Regions from separate parts of the Mus musculus genome. Here region 2 is linked to region 1. Evidence: chromatin contacts called from public HiChIP or PLAC-seq data. All regions are on one chromosome and are shown on one strand. The core of a region is the stretch at or near the end of the contact, and the rest is flanking DNA. Distances in the headings are between cores, read along the strand shown.

Region 1 (2,700 bases), core at 198-2,697:
CACTCCTGGGTATTTCACTGATGACCAGACATTGGACTTCCTTCTGCAGACACAAGATGGAGATGGGATGAAAAAGGTAAAAAGAGGTCTCAACTCAATCAGCACTTCTGGAAAGAGTGGGCTCTGTGTCCAGCCCTGGGTCGGACACTGGGAAGAATATGGGCTGGAAGCACAGTCTCTCCCTTCGGAGAACTCCAGTCTGGAGGATGGATGAATTGGAGACTCAGATCATTGCTAAAATCTGCAACAGCAGCTTTTCTAGACTAACCCAATGTTCTTTGGGGAGCCTATACTTCCAGTTAGGTGGGAGGAATCACCGTACAAAGCTGGGTGGGGAAATGGATGCCATATTCAGTACAGGCACAATCAGGTGTCAGAGAAGTCAGAACTCTGGGAGGCGTTTGCTAAAGGCAGGCAATATGGGTAGGACCTCTAAGGTTGGATTTATGCTGTGGGCAGCAAGGTGTACCAGGTTAGAAACAGTAAGACCAGAGCTCAGAGACAGAGGTGCCGCAGCAGGTTGAGAGGTGCTGAAACATGCACGGGCTGGCTCTCCATCTCGCCTTTTCTGTAAGGTTATATGTGTGTGGATGGAATGCTCTCTCTGGGAGTCATCTTTCATTCAGTTCATGTCAGAGGCAGAATTATAGAGTTTTTGTGTTCATTTGTTTTGATTTTTGAGATAGGGTTTCACCCTGTAGCTATCCTGGAACTCTTATCTGTAGACCAGGCTAGCCTTGAACTCACAGACATCTTTCCTCCACCTCCGAGTATTGGGATTAAAGGTGTGCACCACCACTGTCTGGCTCAGAGTTTTAGTTTTTAAAAATACAATCGGCCTAGATTTTATGATGACAATCAAAGCTAACCAACTGTGGGCTGAAAAATGGCTCAAAACCTGTTTGTACTGAAGCCTTGAAGACTTTCTTCTTACTATGTCTTAAAGACTACAACAACAACTATTGATTAAGCACTCATTACATCGCAGTAGTTCTTGCAGGTAATCTAGAAAATGATCTAAGTGCACATGACGGCGTGTGTAACTATGTGCAAATGCTTGCCCGTGCAAAGGGACTGGGCGTCTGGTGGCTCCATGTGTCACGTCAGGTGCTGGAGCTCAGCGCCTCACAAATATGGAGGAGGATGAATGCCCACTCTTGGGGATGTTGTTGCCTTAATGTTTGCTTGCCTGTGTCTTCTTGTCCTCTGCTCTCCTAAGGACTGGCAGTATCCTCTCTGTCTTCTCATTTGCAGATGACAGTGGTAGATGGAGGTTCTGGCTCCATCGTCTGGAGTTACAGTATTCCATGTCACATGAAGGAAACGCCAACCACTTCTGCAATTACTTCAGACCAGAAGTCTGTCTTCCTCTTCTGGGCAGAGGCACTGACTGCTGCATCTCTCAGTTCTGTGAGTGACGGGGAGGAAGGGGTAGGTGGTGGGAATGGGGGAGGGTGGACTGCTTCCCGTCTCTCTCACACAGCCATAGCTGCTGCTCTATGGAGCGTGAGAAGAAAGAGAGAGAGAGAGCTCGGGGGTGGGGGCCAGAGGAGGCCTAAGCTGAGGGGTCGGTGGGAATCATGGGTAAGAAAGCAGCCTTGACACCCAGAAGGCAGGTGTCAGTTTTTGTCTCATACTGCCGTATCTGGGTGGAGTGCGTGAGCAGGGGTGGCTTAGACAGGGTTGCCGCCTAGAATGTGGTGGAACTCAGCTATAAGCCCAGCTGACTTAGTCCAGTGGAATGCACTCCGCCTCATTTGCTATGTGCCAGATGCTGGTTCTATCTGTGGGGAACCGAGCATCAGAGGATACAGTTCTGAACCTCTGGAGAAGGCAGGGGGCCCAGGGACGGGGGAGCATAGTAGGCACACAGTTCTGAGTTTGTCAGCCGCGACCTCCCAACACGTTACTGTTCTGAGCCTTCTGTGCTTTTTTTAAACTTCCTTTTTTTAAAAAAAATATTTATTTGTTTATTTAATGTTTATGTGTACACTGTAGCTATACTGATGGTTGTGAGCCATCATGTGGTTGCTGGGAATTGAATCCAGGACCTCTGCTTGTTCCAGTCGATCCCGCTCTCTCTGGCCTAAAGATTTATTTATTATTATATCTAAGTACACTGTAGCTGTCTTCAGACGCACCTTGAAGAGGGCGTCAGATCTTATTACAGATGGTTGTGAGCTACCATGTGGTTGCTGGGATTTGAACTTAGGACCTTTGGAAGAACAGTCAGTGCTTTGAACCGCTGAGCCATCTCTCCAGCCCAAACCTCCTTCTCTTTACTCTTTAATCTATCCCCTCACTTTGATGATCAGTCTTATCTGAAGTCTAGGGTATGGATCTAACTCTGCTGTGCCCACAGTCCTGGTTTCCTTACATAATAGTGAGGGGATTGGACCAGATGGTCTTCACACGAGCTCCTGAATGTCACTCCAAGGGTGTCTTAAGAACACAGAGATCCAGATAAGAACTGTGGAGGGGGCTGACAAGATAAGATGTCCCTGTGAGTGAGTTGCCTGCCGCCATGGTTAACAACCTGAGTTTGATCCCTGGGAACCCCATGGTAAGAAAGGAAGCCTGACACCCCTCCCTCCCAGCCAGGAGTCTTCTGACCTCTACATGCACACTGCGGCACATAGCCTCCCCCCCACCCCACCCCCACACACGTCTGCACATACACACAACATATATAGATAGGTA
Region 2 (2,700 bases), core at 9-2,508, 67 kb after region 1:
TGCACACTCCATCTGCACACCCCACCTTCACACCCCACCTGCATATTCTACCTGCATACTCTACCTGCACGTTCCCCCAGGCCCTTGGGTACAGAGTTGTGTCCTCACAAAGGGTAATGAATTAAGCTGCCTAAACTTCGCTTAGCAAAGCAGAGAATAACACTGTATATTTAGAAAGAGTTCCATAAAAAAAAATGAAGAAGACTTAAAAGATTTGAACAGAAGATATAATCTCCATGAATTTAGAGTACGCAATAGCTCTTTCTCCACAAGCCCTAACAAACAAGGCATCAGTTACATTAGCATGACATGGTTATTAATTTTAAATCAAGAACAGTGTGCACATGTGTTATTGTCTGAAGACACAGATGTCTGCCTCACCCTTTAATTATTGCCAGCTCCTGTGTGTAGCACTATGTATTTTAGCTCAGTTAATACAGCCTGTGCTTCTTGCAGTGGGAAGACTGGGCACGGGCTTAACTGGGTTTGGTGACTGGAGGTGGCATGTTTGAGGCAGAAGGAAAGACAGAGAATGGGGAGGCACACGACCCTTTATTTTCTCTTCAGCTTCTCACAGGGCGAGCCTCATCTTGCCAGCTTCTCTCCACACCCTCCCTCCGGCTTCTCATGTGTGAAAATAAAGGTCCAAGAGGACTAGGTTTAATGGAATTAGAGAGGAGGGTGGAGCTGCCTGGGAATGTACTGAGCATTTAAAATAAAACAAAATGAAATGCCTCTTGGTTGCCAGAACAGGAAATTTCTGCCCAACTGGAAGGGCTGGTTGCTGGAACTGGAGTCCTCCAGGGGCCTTTGTGGAAGGGGCGGAGGCATGGCTGAGAGATGGTTTCTGGGGTATTCACACCTTCTACAGACAGGCTGGGGACTGAGTCAGGTACCAGGGGGCTCAGGGCAGTGAGCTCCGTCTGACTCATGCCAGGGATGAGGTCAGAACGTGGCCACCTTCCGGCAGGCACAAGAGGTCAATTGAACAGAACAGCTGACACAGAACCCAAATCAACCCAGAGCCAGCACCTCGCCTCGCTGGCGTAAGACTTTCAGTTATGTAAGATGGACAGACGGACCGATGGACAAGTAGACAACTTCGTTACTCTCCTCTTACAGATAACAAGACATGGTTTTGATATTGCTAGCTATTTTTTATTTATCTTTTGAATGCATAATTAAAACACAACTACCCACCCTGACCTGGAACCTCTCCCATAGTCAGATCCAAGGTGATTAATCAGATGCTAAAATTGGGAGAAACGCTGCATCATACCTGCATTCCTTTGCCCATTGAGTGTCAACATTCTCCATCAACTGAACATAAATATTTACTTATTTTCTTAGTGAAGGATTGGCTATTTTCCCGTTCTTCCTTTATTTCCCCTTAATAAGGAAGGACATATGCAGAAGCTTACAGCTGGACAGGCTTTTCCTCGAGGAGGCAGCCGTCCAGTTATAAGGAAGACGGACACGACTTCCTCAGGATCCCCTCCAGGCACGGGCTCTGTTCCCTGGCTCTGAGCACTCCTTGGTGGCGAGTCTGGAGCTGGCTCTAGGTACTGTGGCGTTGGAGGACTGAGATGGTGGAAAGGGGACAGTGGCTTTACCTTCTCCTACCTAGCCTTGTGCCTGTAAACCCGGTCTTGAGGGTGGGGGCGGGGAGGAGTCGGACAGATCCCTAGAGCTTGCGGAGCAGCCTTTGCTGCTTGCCTGTTTATGGGTCCACGGACTCCCACCCACGCATGCGCAATATACCATGCGCACACTCCGGCTAAGGCAGAAAAAGGAGAAGTCCGTCACATGGCTGGGCGGAGGAGCCTCATCCTGTCAGGGATTTAGTCCAGTGTCAGCATGTATAGCGAGAAGGCTGCTCTTCCAAACCCATGAGTGAAGTTTGGATAACTTTTCCCTCTGAATTTCAGCAAGAACTGCCTTTTAAAATTGTATTTATTTATTGGCGTTATTATTTGGACCCCTAAGACAGGGTCTGACTAGGTAGCCAGGCTGGCCTTGAATTCAACCACAATCCTCCTGTTTCATATTAGGAGTGCTGGGGTTGCTGGCGTAGGGCATGGAAGCAGTTGGATGGAGGAGAACCGGAAGAGGCTGGGGGAAGGAAGGGGAAAGTAAAATAAGTAGTTTATGTAAATTAAAAAAATGTATAAAACTAAATTTTAAAAATTTTAAATTAAAAAAATAGAATACGATTATTTTGTAGGGCTGGAGAGATGGCTCAGTGGATAAGAGCAACTCACTGCTCTTCCAAAGGTCCTGAGTTCAATTCCCAGCAACCACATGGTGGCTCACAGTCATCTGTAAAGGGATCTGATGCCCTCTTTTGGTGTGTCTGGAAACAGCTACAGTGTACTCATATAAATAAAATAAATCTTTAAAAAAAGATGTATTCTGTAGAAATGGAAATAAGAATGCTTCTCTTCTTTTCTGGAACTGTCTTTTTACTGAGCACTTGAAGTTAAATTCATTTCAGTTAGATTCGAAGCATGTAAGATGCTAGCCTGAAGCTTGCTTGAACATGTAGTTGTTTAGAAACAGAGAGAAAAGCCGTTACTGTCTGAGGAAATCTGGAAGGCTTCACTATGGAGGTGTCATTTGAATTGATGCAGGCTGGGGGTGTACTTTTTTTTCTGTTTAATTCATCAATTAGTTACTTGAGAGACAGGGTCTCACTGTGGA

What was found. HiChIP or PLAC-seq counts read pairs in DNA pulled down with a chosen protein or histone mark.
Region 2: a contact with region 1 is called in an H3K4me3 HiChIP or PLAC-seq map of bone marrow-derived macrophages, with 2.4 times the contacts expected there. The contact joins two enhancer-like sites. A contact is called at or near these places in 1 of 115 datasets of contacts at active chromatin or transcription factors (bone marrow-derived macrophages) and 2 of 9 other capture datasets (adipose tissue and liver).

Annotation. Positions count from the first base shown.
Region 1 is chr6:135,227,159-135,229,858 of GRCm38.p6, forward strand. It overlaps Fam234b (family with sequence similarity 234, member B), which reads left to right. Exons shown (of 13, transcript NM_028982.4): 9 at 1-76; 10 at 1,255-1,410. Among named protein-coding and RNA genes, the nearest start is that of Gsg1, 26 kb to the right of the region's middle. Within about 2 kb of position 1,448, at least 88 of the 459 cell types and tissues checked have an H3K27ac peak or open chromatin away from gene starts, as enhancers often do. A contact at or near this core is called in bone marrow-derived macrophages, where this site is marked.
Region 2 is chr6:135,294,798-135,297,497 of GRCm38.p6, forward strand. All of the region lies in intron 3 of Gm36640 (a long non-coding RNA gene), which reads left to right. Among named protein-coding and RNA genes, the nearest start is that of Pbp2, 14 kb to the right of the region's middle. Within about 2 kb of position 1,259, at least 142 of the 459 cell types and tissues checked have an H3K27ac peak or open chromatin away from gene starts, as enhancers often do. A contact at or near this core is called in bone marrow-derived macrophages, where this site is marked.